Regions from separate parts of the Mus musculus genome. Here region 1 is linked to region 2. The links are chromatin contacts, called in public promoter capture Hi-C maps. All regions are on one chromosome and are shown on one strand. Each heading gives the region's core, a stretch centred on a gene start, on an enhancer-like site or on the middle of the called end of the contact. The rest is flanking DNA. Distances are from core to core; before and after follow the strand shown.

Region 1 (7,425 bases), core at 899-3,398, 840 kb after region 2:
AGATCTGACCTGCACACGACGGCCAGAATCGACCTGGATTGAGGAAGTTAAGGAATAATTTTGTCTTGGGACCCCTTCCCAAGAGATGAATGGGATGACAGAAGAACTCAACATCTATCTACCAAAGCTTCAGGAGACAAAACTGAGGCTCCAACTCCAGCACAGGTATACATCTGTGTATCTAGCAGGTGCCCATAACTTCACACCTGGTCATTGCTGTCAGCTTTGTCCTAGTGACAGTCTGCTTTGCTTCACTTTCTGACTTCTAACAGCACCTTGCAATGCGCATGCATGCGCGCGCACACACACACACACACACACACACACACACACACACACACACACAAGCACACACAAGCCTGCAGCATAACCATCCCCTCCCTATGACAGCCAGACTTCATCTCAGCCTCAGCCCCCGGCTCCCCTATACCAGGGGCAAAAGCTTATGGTGAAAAGCCCTAGTTCTGAGTTAAGCCTGCATGGCAGCCTCATCTCCAGATGTGCCACTCTGGCCCTCTCCTTCCTCGTCTATGCTCTAGGGCCCCAGGTCAGTGTCTCTTCCCTGACCATCTTCACTATATTGTACTGCTCCATTGCCCTTGACAGAATTGTCCTGTGCTTTTAGAAACACATTCACCAGCACATACTGCTCGTGCCTCCAACTTGATTTTAAGACATTGGCTTGCCCTCCAGCAGGTTTTGTATTCTGTGGGTCCCCGAGCCCTCTCCCATGCTCAGCACATGTAATCATGCAGTTGCCTGCACAAGTCAGAATAGAGGGGAAAGCTGAAACGGGGCAGGTGTCCTGCTAACTCTCCTTGAATGGTCTTACGCTGGAGCCACTTGGCAGCACTCAGCTCTATGCCCTGCAGACTTTAGGCTAGGCCTCCAAAGGTTAGTAGGGAATTCATTTAGACGCAGAGAGGGCCAGCTACGTGCAGGCACTGATCTGCTGGGAACATGAAAGCTAACAAAACCCTGCTTAAGCAGAACTTGTATAAGTTTGAACACATACATAGAAATAGAAATACGTGAGGGGGGAATAAATGCTATAAGAAAGCATAAAGCTGGATGAGGGCACAGAAGGGATGAGACACGGTGAACTTTGCTAAGATACAGAAGACCGTTGCAGGCAAGAGAAGAGTATGTGTGCAGAGCAGGAGGCAGAAGATCCTCTGTAGTGGGACTAGGCGTACAAGCAACGGGAATGCTACCTGGAACTACAACGGACAGATAAACCAGGCTCAGGCCAAGGGCTGCCAAAGCCCCTCCTAGACTAATCAATTGCACCTTGCCCAGTCTGGCATTGCCAGGCTCCTGTGCCTTCACTCCAGAGACACCTGGGTACTCAGGAGAGGTCCCCAACTCATTAAATCCTGGGCAAGGCGTTGTTGGGGCGGGGAGGGGACCTCCTGTGATAACAGAGTCCAGAACCCGCAGCGAGTGGTGCAAAATAATAAGTTGAAGAGTTGGAGCGAGGCGTGGCTTTTCAAAATGTGCAAACAACGCTGACATCTAGACTTCCTGGAACACAGACCCAGTCCCTCGCACAGGTCAGGGCAGCCTTCTCTTTCACAGAGCTCCTAAACCCTTGCCTAAGTCCTCTGCGTGTCCCAGCAGACCTGAGCCCGGACTATACACTTGTCTTGGCGCGCCTGCTTCGCTGTCAGCCCGTTCCTGGAGATGCGTCTGTCTTCGCGCCCTGATGTCCCCACTCCCCCCCCCCCCCCCCCGCCCAGATCCTCCACCTACTGGCGCCCGGAGCCAGTTTATCCTTCTCTGGGCCTCAAGAACCCAGAGCGCCCACCCAGCCACTGCAGCTCGTTAGCCCAGCACAGAATGAGTGAGAAACGCACACGAGCTTAACGTCGGGGTTCTGGGAGAACTGGTGTCCAAGGGAACAGATAGTAGATTTATTTTCCCCAAAATAACTTTTTGAAAGCTGGTCCGAGCCCCGGTTTCGGAACCTCGGAGCGGTTTCTCTAGTAGTTACTGAGGACAAAGGGACAGGACCCGCACTCCACTGAAGGCGTAACTGTCCGGGATACCCGCATCCCTTTGCTCCACCCCGCCCCCAGCCCTATCCCCTCTTCAGTGCTCACCCGGTGAGCCGCCCTCGCCGTGCAGCCGCGGGTCGCTGAGGGGTTTCCAGGCGCGCGACAGAAGGTGCAGCCCTGGCTGCTATCTGCTGCTGGCCCCGGGGATGGCTTCTCCGAGTCTGGACAGGTGGCTGGACTCGACGCAGCTGCTGGGTTCGGGGTGGCCTCCTGGCCTCGGCCTCTGCGAGCCTCCCAGGGTTCCCCTGGGCCGGCTGGTTCCACTCAGAGGGCGACAAGCCGGGGACCGGCGCGTCAGGCTCTCGGAACAGACTGTACACCTTGGCTGCAGCCGCTGCGGGGTGGCTGCCCACGGGGTGCCACAACCGATTCGCATCCCTGCTAGCTGGTTCGTATCTCCCTATGGAATCCCGTTGGGCATGACTTGTCCCCATCAAGACAGCCAGGACAAGTGGCAGGAAGCCCCTCCAACGCACCCGTCGGATGCATCCGGAGCAGCGAGCGGTGGTCGGCGCTCTCATGGCGCCAGAGTGGCTGCAGAGCTGTGGGCACCGGAGACCTCGCGGGGAGGTGCTTTCCATCGTTCGCTCCACAGACCCGCCTGGCGACTTGCCCCTTCCCGTCTAGGGGACCTCTGAAACAGCCGTTTGGGGGTCCAGGGGTTCCTAGGTAAGGGCTGTATGGCGTGAGCTGCCCGGGCTGCGCACCGAGCCCGAGCCTGCCGCACCTTCGCTCCCGCACTGCCGCCGTCTGAAGGGGAACCGAAGGGTTTTATTTTTGGAAACCGCCCCCTGCTTTTTCGCCTCTTTTATCCACGCCATGCCCCCCTCCTTGGAGGGACAGCTCGGCCCCCTTATTACGGGAGACAAGAATTCCAGCAACACCCTCTTTGGCACCGAGAAGCGAGCGGGCGGCGAGGGGATTAACCCGTGAGGAGCTGCGGGCGACAGGGCAGACCCGGGGACTGGAAAGACAGATGGCGTCTGCCTGGACCAGCGCACCTGAGCTGCCTTTTTCCTGTCCTGGGCAAACTCAAGTTGTCCACCTGTCCTGGATGTATTTTCTGTTCCTGACCTCACGGACCCAGATGAACTGCTTCTCGGGCCTGAAGGAAGCTGGGGAAGGTACCCAGACCGGAGTAATGGGGACCGAGCCCGAGGCATGCGCGCCTGGTCTCGTTGCTTCCACCTCTGACCGCTGGGGGCGCTAGGCGAGAATGCAGGTGTCCCTGGGGCAGCTCCCAAGAGCCGGTTGCCTATGGGGAAGGGCAACTTGGGGCGCGCGCCCCCTGGTGGAGCTGGTCACACCCTTGGCCACCGTGTTTTGTAGCGACACACTCTGCCAACCTGCTTAGAGCCTAGATCTTAATCTGCTTCCTGTGGCGCCAAGCCTTGACCTGGGCCTATGGTGATGGTGGATGCCCGCTGGAAGAGTTGTTCTCTTTTTACAAAGGTAGGCATGGAGCCTCTTGAATAAGGTGACTAAAGGAGAGTATTGCTAAAGATGGAAATAAAACCCAGGCTAGTGGCCTCTGGCCCACAGTCCACTCTTTGAACTCCTACCACCGCCCCTCATTCCTTGGAGAATTTCCCCAAGGGGCTGCATGAGCCTTTGAGCCCTGCTGGGCCGGGTTCTCACACCTTCTTGTATTGAAGGGGACAGGGATGTCCGTTGCCTCCCACCTAAATTAACCTTCTTCCCTGTGTCCCATGCCCCAAAGCCTAAAAGGCTAGGCATATATGGTTTTCCTGAAAGTGTTTTCACAGCCTACTGGCTCCTAAGCAGACAGGATAAAAGAGCCTGTAAAGGCACCAATTACAACTTCCCATACCAGCCCCTCCCTTCCCAGAATCCTAAGTAATACCTAACTGGATTAGAAAGTCTCAATATTTGACACTGGCCTACGGAGTCCTCCCTGCCCGGCTGGTTTTCTGACCGATCTGAACTTACTCCTGCTCGGTATTCATTACACAGTACCCTCACAGTCTCTGCTTGGCAAATGTTTGATGCATTGTGACGGCTCATCTCTCTACCTAGAGTATTCATCTCCAAGAGGTCTTCAGGACTACCTCTTCATTTCACCTCACAGAGCAAACATCGGCCCCTACAGTGGCCATGTGTGTTCTTCCGCTTCCCATTCCTGTGAGGAAATACCCAAGCTTGCCCACTTACAAGGGGAAATCATTTCCTGGGGCTTTGTTGTTGTCTTGGGTTGGTTTGGTTTTTGTTGTTATTCTTTGGTTTTGGTTTTTCTCAAGACAGAGTTTCTCTGTTTAGCTCTGGCTGTCTCCTTTGTAAGACAGGATGGCCTTCAGCTCAGAGATTTGTCTGTCCCCTGAGTACTGGGATTAAAGGCATACGGTGCCACCTCCCAGTTCTTCCCTCCTCTTTTAAAACATATTTTAAAAAATTATTTTCAGCTATGTGTAGGTGTGTGTATATGTCTACATATGGGTGTGTGCACACGAGTGCAGGGTCCTTTGGAAGCCAGTTACACAGGATCTCCTGGAGCCGGACTTACAGGTGATTGTGAGCCACCCAAGGTGGCTGGGAACTAGGGACCTCTAGGGACAGCAAGTGCTCTTCACCACCAGCTCTCTTTAGCTCCATTCTTCTTTACTTAATACATGTCAGACAGGGTCCTTGGCTTGCCAATTTCTACCAGATACAAGAACTAAGTAACTAAGTAGCCTTTGTAACTAAGATCAACTTTAGAAGCTAAAGAGTTGAAAGCTATTCAATTCCATCACGATCATATCTAATTTAATCCTCTTCCTCTCCCCACTGTATCCTCATGAAAAAGCTGCAGGCCCTATAGTGGGGAAAGTGGGGTGGGTGGGGTCGGATCTGTTCTTCAGACTCCCCTTTCACGCTCTGGCTCTCCAGGGTCATGTTTCCACAGGAAGTGTCAGAAAAGGAGTAACAAAGTCTTATTTAGCTGATGCCCAAGCATTGGTCAGCTCATTCATAGGCATGTGTGGGTTCTTTGGGTGTGTGTGTGTGTGTGTGTGTGTGTTCCACCCCAAACTGTCATAGCAAAGTCATCTTTGACCAACCTCTTGGCAATCCTGCATTCCTTGCCCCAAGAGACATTCCAGTCCCTGCCAGGCCAGGCAATGGTAAGGTGGCTACTTAACTTCCCTACCATGTAGACTATTCTAGCAAAGTTCCACAGTTACAATTCTCCATCAGGAAGTGCATGTGAGTTTCTTCATATGTGTTCTTGCTCAGTTTCTAAAGATGCACATTAGTAGCTGCCAAGAACTCTCTTACTGTGTCTTGGCATCTGTGGTGGTGGGGAGATCTGTAATAGCCATCGATTGCCCGAGCACCAGAAAAAAAGACAGCAGTCATAGCATCTCCTCTTCTGCCAGATGGTGGCCTGCATTAGGAGTGTCCTCAGGCTCAGGGAAACCTGAACCCCGGCTTCTAAGTTGACCAGAGAGTTCTTGCCCCAGTGGCTAACTCCATCTTTTTCACCTATGGGCAGGAACCAAGGTAGTTGGTAAAAGACCTGTTCTACTTAACTGTGTCCTATACTTCTCTTCAGAAGGCCCTGTTGTTCTAGGCTCTGTCACTTGAGTGGACAGTGTATGTTTGTGTGTGTGTGCGCGCGTGCATGTTCATGTGGGGTTGCATACATGTGTGGTAGCCTGAGGTCACCCTTGAGTGTCATTCCTCAGTGGTCATCCATCAAGATCTCTCACTGGCCTGGGACTTACTGATTCCACTAGACTAGCTGTTTAAGAAGCCCGGGAGATTTATCTGCCTCTGCCTTCCCAGTGCTGGAATTAACAGACACATGCTTTCATGCCTGGTTTTTCATTTCTTTTTTCCTTCTTCTTCTTCTTTCTCTCTTTCTTTTGTTTTTCGGTTTATTTTATTTTATTTTATTTTAACCTGTGTTCTGGGGACCAAACTTAGGTCCTCGTGTTTGCAGGCAGGCACCCCATCAACTGAACCATCTCCCCAGCCCAGCTTCAGCAGACACACTAAAACCACAGAAAGAGTCCTGTTCCACAATCTATAAAATTACTCATCAGTCTGACTTCCCTAGCTACTGTATCTCTAACTGAGCTGAACATACAACAGGGCTAGAATCTGGTGGGTGGTCAAGAGACACCTGGATGGCAGCTCTGGGATGAATGACAGAGTGCCCCATCAACCAGGCGCAACTGGTATCGCTAAGCCCATTTGAAGAGAGGAAAATGTGAGCTCTGGGTGGCCACTCCTGGTCCAAACTCTCATACTTGCTGTCCTTGGGGATGAACGCCACCTCCGTCCCCAGAACACTTCATTTCCTCCCTTTACAGTGAAGCAATCGCCAGCCAGCCCGTGCTGACTCTTCCTGGTTGCAATGGGTGCCCATCTCTGCAGTCCAGACCTTCCTCCTGTTCTACCTGCCCTGGTGCCTTCATGGGCCCTCCTCTCCATCCCCAATGCTCACCTCATATCCCCAAGAGCTTCTCAAGGCCAGAAACCTTGGCGTCATCTTGTCCCTGAGCTATTTTTTCCTCCTGTGTGTCCAAGTCATTATTACTGCTCTGTCTCCCCGGCCTGCATTTCTGGAAGTCTGCCGCCCATTCAGCCTCTCACTGCCTCAGCCAAAAGCCGCAGCAGACGCGCTTCCCTCACCGCCGGGCACCCCTCCCACTCCTCAGTGAGTACGAGTGGTCCTTGGAAATCCCCACCTTGTTCTCCTGGGCCCACAGCCCCGATAATCTCCAAAGCTTGGCATCTGCTACTTTTCTGAGCACCGTCCTCCCATCCCATCCCATGCCTCCTCCCCCTGCCCCCAAAACACACACACACACACACACACACACACACACACACACACACACACACACAACTGTTTGGATCTCATGGCATGGCATTTCAAAGTCCCCTCTCCCATTAACACTTGAGTCCTGATAGATATTTTTTACTTCATTTTGCTGTTTGAAGCTGCCAAAATTTACGGCACCTAGTACGGCCCAGGCACTATGTTAACTGTGCTCTGCAAATGACTCATGTACCAGACCTATAGGGCAGTGGTTCTCAGCCTATGGGTCAGGATCCCCACCCCCGCCCCCAAACCATTGGAAAGTACAGATATATACATTTTGATTTGTAACAGTAGCAAAATTACACTCATGAGGTAGCAATGAAAATCATTTTATAGTGTATGTGGGGGGTGGGGGGGGTCACCACAACTGTATTATGGGGGTGGGGGAGTCACCACAACATAAAGAGCTGTATTAAGGGGTCACAGCATTAGGAAAGTTGAGAACCACTGCAATAGGGAATCATGACTTCCACAAACACCAAGAAGAACACTGAGTCTGGGAACAGCTACTGGCTTGCCCAGGACCACACAACAAACAGT
Region 2 (6,698 bases), core at 1,691-4,190:
GGGCAGACCAGGGGGAGGATAACTCCTGCAATGTAAAACAAGAGACATCACTTTCTAGAACTTTGGGAAAGAAGCTATCAAAACTCCTATTTATTTATTTGCTTTGCAATATATACGATTTACATTTATAAGAGGGAGAATTCATTCTCCTAAGAATGATTAAATAAGCATAAATCCGCCATTACGTGAACATTTATGGTACTGGCTGTGGTGCCTGTGAAGAAAGTAAGGGACAACATATTGATAACTCTTTGCCAGCTTGGAAATCAAAGTGAGGCACCTATCCTCTCTCATTTGCTTTGTATCAAATCTGTTCTTTCCTTTTGGTCACTATGACAAAAATTCAGGTTGATGAAGAGATAGCTGAGAAGGGCGCACATAGGCACAGCTAAGGAAGTTTGAGGTCACACTGCTTGCCTTCTTGCACACACTCATGGGTGGCTGGGCTTTTATAAGGATGATATATGCTCATTAGATATGATGAGGAGGATTTAATGATGATGACAATCGTAAATCATTTAGGTTGGAACCCCAGAATGGCTGCTTATTAGCTGCCAACATATCCAAGCCACTAATTCTTTATAACAGCTAGCTATTCTTCCTGAGAAATAATTGCAAATACGTGCATTAAAATAGCTAAGATATCTGAAGAAGAACGAAGACCAAAGTGTGGACACTTTGCCCCTTCTTAGAATTGGAAACAATCACCCATGGAAGGAGTTACAGAGACAAAGTTTGGAGCTGAGACAAAAGGATGGACCATCTAGAGACTGCCATATCCAGGGATCCATCCCATAATTAGCCTCCAAACGATGATACCATTGCATACACTAGCAAGCGTTTGCTGAAAGGACCCTGATATAGCTGTCTTTTGTGAGACTAGGCCGGGGCCTAGCAAACACAGAAGTGGATGCTCACAGTCAGCTATTGGATAGATCACAGGGTCCCCAATGGAGGAGCTAGAGAAAGTACTCAAGGAGCTAAAGAGATCTGCAACCCTGTAGGTGCAACAACATTATGAACTAACCAGTACCCCGGAGCTCTTGACTCTAGCTGCATATGTATCAAAAGATGGCCTAGTCGGCCATCACTGGAAAGAGAGGCCCATTGGACAGGTAAACTTTATATGCCCCAGTACAGGGGAACGCCAGGGCCAAAAAGGTGGGAATGGGTGGGTAGGGGAGTGTGGGGGACTTTTGGGATAGCATTGGAAATGTAATTGAGGAAAATACGTAATAAAAAAATATTTTAAAAAAGTTTTAATTTTAAGCTTAAAAAATAGCTAAGATATTAGATTATGAAGTTTTATGAAAATTATAGCTACCATTTATGTGATATTTACTCTATTCCTGGTACATCCAGTTCTCAAAACACTATGATGTAACTACTGCTATATCTAATATACAAGGAAGCTGTAGGGAAGAAAACCTGACTTGAAAGCATGTAACTGTTCCACAGAAAAATTCTTCTTGTCCCGATTCTGGGCTGTGGACATATAACAATAAAGTGAAATCAGCACCTCTCCTTTTGAAAAAATTGTCATTTAAACATCATGTTAAAATTGCTGATAACAACCTTCTTAGCAATATAATTCACAAAGTCCCTGCTCATATTTTACTTTACGTTGACCAAGGGACAGAACATCGCCTCAGTTGGCAGTCAGGGCCTTCCTCACCTTTGCACTCTTCCTTCTGGAAGGTTCAGTTTGAACGCCTGCCTTATGTGTATCTAGTGGCATGCCAACAGCATCCTAAACCCCAGCCAGATGGCTCCACAAGCACTCATATATCTGCATCTTAGGCTGCACCATTTCTAAAAAAGATTTATTTTATGTATGTGAGTACACTGTAGCTGTACAGATGGTTGTGAGCCTTCATGTGGTTGTTGGGAATTGAATTTAAAGACCTCTGCTCGCTCTGGACAACTATACTCACTCAGTCCCTGCTCACTCTGAACGAAAGATTTATTTATTATTATACGTAAGTACACTGTAGCTGTCTTCAAACGCAGCAGAAGAGGGCATCGGTTCTCATTACGGATGGTTGCGAGCCACCATGTGGTTGCTGGGATTTGAACTCAGGACTTTCAGAAGAGCAGTCAGTGCTCTTACCTGCTGAGCCACTCCCTGCACCATTTTATCAGCCCATTGGACAACACTGGACCTTGGATGAAGCCAACTTCTCAGAGAACTTTCTATGGCACCCTTGACACCTGCTCGGCCCCTAGAACGTTCAAGCCGCCCTTAATAGCACCCCTAGTAAAACGGGGTCGAGCAACCACCTCTGTGGCCTCTTCATCCTGTACCAGAGAGCCATTTGCATCTCATTGAATCTGGGCTTTGGGGCCAGGAGAGGATGTTGCCCACTAATTAATCTTGGCTGTCAATTTAACCACATCTGGAGTCAACTAAACCCCAAGCAGCTGGGATTGCCTGTGAAGGATTTTTCTTGGTTGGATTATTTTGAGGTGGGAGACTCACCCTAAGTCCAGATCATTTGGCCCTAAATCCAGATCATTTGGCCCTAAATCTGGGCCACACAAAAGGACACGGGAGAAGGGACGTCTTCGTGTCTCTGTCTGCGCATGTCTCCATCCTGTTCGCTATGTTCATATTTAGAGAACCCTAACTTAACACAGTTGCCTTTCTCAATTTAACTGTGCATTCTAGTTTCTGTGCTGGGAGCTGTAGCATCCAGGGAAGTTTTTGTAAGCTGAGTATCTTAAGACTAAAGTGGTATAAAGTTGTAATTTATTACAAAGTTCTTGCTCTTGGTTCCGTTTTGTATTTTTATAAAGCTGCTGAATCCACGGAAGGATCGTACTTTGCCTTGATTCATTCACTTGGTGTGTCATCACCAATCACTTTCACAACACCACGTGGGAGTGGCGAGAAGCAGAATCCTATAACCTGGCTCAGCCCCGAAGCATGACCTTTGGCCGGTCTGTGCCCAAATTGCTGACAGATCATGGTTCCTCTCTTGTCTGGGTCCTAGAGACGCACTAGGTCGGCTCCACAGCAGGCCAGGCTCCGCTCCGGACTCGCGTGGCGCTCCCCGAGGCCTCCAGCTCCTAATGGCAGCGACACTGAGCGTGGAGCCCACGGGCCGCAGCTGCTGGGACGAGCCGCTGAGCATCGCCGTGCGCGGCCTGGCCCCCGAGCAGCCCGTCACGCTGCGCTCTGTCCTGCGCGACGAGAAGGGCGCGCTCTTCCGAGCCCACGCGCGCTACCGCGCGGACTCCCACGGCGAGCTGGACCTGGCGCGCGTGCCCGCGCTGGGCGGCAGCTTCTCGGGGCTCGAGCCCATGGGGCTGCTCTGGGCCATGGAGCCCGATCGGCCTTTCTGGCGCCTGATCAAGCGCGACGTGCAGACGCCCTTCTTGGTGGAGCTGGAGGTGCTGGACGGACACGAGCCCGATGGCGGGCGGCGGCTGGCGCGGACGGTGCACGAGCGTCACTTCATGGCTCCCGGGGTGCGGCGCGTGCCCGTGCGCGAGGGCCGGGTGCGCGCCACGCTCTTCCTGCCCCCAGGTGAGTTGGGTGGTTGAGAGGTGGGAGCGCGCCAAGGGCTGAGTCTAGGGGTGGGGTTAGGGTTTCCTAGGAAGGTGCTATTGGCCATTTCAGTGGTCACTCAAACAGGTTGGGGGATTTTCATACATTAGCAAGTGCCCTTTGCTTGCATTATCTCATTTAATCTCTGTCTATCCCCAAAAGATAGTGTTATCCAGCTGATGAAAAACACAACTGAACTTTGTTGCAATACGAGGTTAGGAAAAATGAGACAGAGGAAACTGCCACATTGTCCTTGACACACGCAGCCCCTTCTCCCCACTCCACCCCCACCCCTAGTCAGTACATACAAACACACACACACACATACACACACACACACAACCTCAAGGGTTAAAGCCATAGTACATCCAGATTAGCATAAATTGGCTTTGTTCTTATTGTTTTTGAATTTAACCTTATGGGGGCTTAGTGGTTAAGAGCACTCACAAGCGTTCTGCCATTAACTTTGGAAAAGTAAAACCCAATTTTAAAACAATTTATTACTTATAGAATTAATATTAGAAGCATTACCATCATATTACAAAGTTTGGCTGCCAATTAATACCTATGAATACATGCAAGCTTTAATGTTTTATTAAAGAGACATTACTTAAAATTTTATCTTTAATTCTACTTTCTAGGATAAGAATCACATTAATTATTATCTCAACTAGAAGTATCTTTAGAGACCCAGCCTCTTGGCCTGCCTTATGCCACGTGTTGGAAGGACTTTAAACTTGAGTTATCAATTTTAAGGCTAACCATCTGTTACCAATGTAACAACTATTAATCTTAACTAATAACTTATGAGCTGATTGTGAAAACACTCAGAGCATATTACCAATTAAAAAAAAAAAAAAACAAAGGAAGCAGTTACATTTAGACCAATCAGAGAACATTAATTTTTCTAGCTATAATCATAGAATAAAAAGTACTTTATCATTTGCCAAACACATTAATCACGAATGTAGAGAACCCTCTAAGAAAAAAAAAAAGTTTATCAGCTTTTTTACCCCAAAACTAAGAGGCTGTAGACTCTCCTTTTTTCCTATAAGGAACAGCTTTTCCAGCAGGGGCCCTCTTGCCGTGTGCCTGTTTCCTGGTTGAAGCATGTGGCCGCTCTCGGCTTTGCAGATAAAGTTTTTTTTTTTTTAGCCATCTTTATTATCCAACATAAAACATAGAACATTCATTCATTCAGACTGGACACGAACATACATGAAATTGAACAAATGAACAGATTGGTGCACCAGACATTAGACAAAGACACAAAAGGGGCAGAGTACTTCTGCTGTAAAGCCCAGAGAGAACAAAGCAGGGCACCCCTGAAATTTCTCTCTGCTTTTTGGGACATTTTCCTCCCGCATGATGCAGTTTTTAACTGCGGCCATCTGCCTGATTAGTAATTTCCTTTTAATAAACCCTTTCTTTTCTCACGCCTAACTGGGAGCTACGGCTAACCACCTGTTACGTTCCTAGCCCCTAATAAACCTCACTGGTGAACCTAAGTGAATTAGCGTGCAGGTTTAACGCTGTTTCAACTTAGCCCATACCGACTTTCTCCGGTATGAATTTCCTTTAATTATTTTCTTCTTCTATGGAGCTCCAAACCAGCAGTGCTTCTTCCAAATGTCCTCTGTTGTTTCTCAGTCCCGCGTTGGGTCGCCAGATCTGTTGCGGCTGGCCAGCGGCTCACATGTCTGGGTTCTAGTCTGAGAAGCATCTTGGAACCTGGAAGAGAAGATGGGGCTAGGCGATGCGAGAGAGACGGAGCTAAGACAACCAGGTTCTAATCAAAGCTCAATTTTACTATTTCGTGCACCGAGTTATGAAGGAAGGGGAAAGGGCCCATTCCCGCCAAATCATCCTGGAGTCAGCTTCAGGTGACCACGTCGGAACAGCAAGGCGGCAGGCTCCAGCAGTGGGAGTGGCAGAACGATAGGGTGACAGGCTCCACCCTGATGCTCTCTTCTTGCTAACAGTGAAACCTGAGCTGGGGGGGGGGGGTTAGAACCTGGGTTCAATTCCCAGCACCTGCATGACAGCTCACAGCTGTCTGTAACTCCTGTACTGGGAGATCTGACACTCTCACACAGATAAATACAGAAGCAAAACTCTAACACATAAAAATAAATGTATTTTGTTTTCTCATGTGTGTATGGTTTGTGTGTGCTGGTGCTCACGGGGCGGGGAGGGGGGTGTCAGAAGAGGGGATCAGATCCCCTTGAGCTGGGGTTGCATGTGCTTGTGAGCCCCGGTCCTGGGTCCTGGGTCCTCTGCAAGAACAGGGAGGGCTCTCAACCACTGTAACACTCTCCTCTGCCACACACTTCCCATTGTCTGCAGCCCTTGGCAGAGCAGGAGGAGGGGACAGTCTAAGGCTTGCAAATCCTCCTTCCAAAATGTACTCCTCACCCCAAGGTTTAGCATGGTCTCCTGGAACAACAGCTGATCTGTAGAAATATGCAAATATCCAGTCTTAAATGGTATCACTTATAGCATTCACCCCCTAGAACCATGGGATTGATCTACAAACAAAAATCACACACTCACACACCTTCGATTTTTTCATGTAAGTTTACAATTTTGTGTTGGGCCAAATTCATAACTGTCCTCCTGTGGCTTGTGGACCACAGTTTGGATTCCAGAAGAGGATTAAAATGCAGGAGACAGCTTAGATTTTTTTTCTCTCTCTCTCCAAAGCTCCGGTGTCTCCGTTCAGTAGTGACCCAGAGATCTGTTTGACTGGATTCATAGAAACCAACTAAACAATTTCAAAAGGTGTCTAAAAGAGAAGCGAATTCTTTGGATTGCATGATGCCTTTGCCTTGTCATGTCCCCTCTGTAGGACAAGGACCCTTTCCAGGCATCATCGATGTTTATGGTGTTGGAGGAGGCCTGTTGGAATACCGAGCCGGCCTTGTGGCTGGCCATGGCTTTGCCACATTGGCTCTGGCTTTTTATGACTTTGAGGATCTCCCCAAAGAGCTCAACGTCATAGAAGTGGACTACTTTGAAGAAGCAGTGCGGTACATGCTTCGACATCCAAAGGTTCTCCTTGTGTGCTTTACTTAATCCGTGTCCCTGGAATTATCTCTACAGAGGTGGTCTCCTGCTCCAGCTGTACTGAGGCTGTTCTGTCCTTTGT

Evidence for each region. Promoter capture Hi-C pulls out the DNA fragments that hold promoters and counts their contacts.
Region 1: a promoter capture Hi-C map of pre-B cells shows a contact between it and region 2, with 2.1 times the contacts expected there. The contact joins the promoter of D030025P21Rik here to the promoter of Acot4 in region 2.

The regions. Positions count from the first base shown.
Region 1 is chr12:84,873,654-84,881,078 of GRCm38.p6, forward strand. D030025P21Rik (RIKEN cDNA D030025P21 gene) reads left to right here and starts at 2,149. Exons shown (of 1, transcript NR_028577.1): 1 at 2,149-6,102. Ltbp2 (latent transforming growth factor beta binding protein 2) reads right to left here and starts at 2,838. Exons shown (of 36, transcript NM_001370743.1): 1 at 2,103-2,838. The coding sequence starts at 2,578.
Region 2 is chr12:84,035,439-84,042,136 of GRCm38.p6, forward strand. Acot4 (acyl-CoA thioesterase 4) reads left to right here and starts at 2,941. Exons shown (of 3, transcript NM_134247.3): 1 at 2,941-3,529; 2 at 6,399-6,601. The coding sequence starts at 3,073. The region is part of intron 1 of Gm40474 (a long non-coding RNA gene); the gene reads right to left.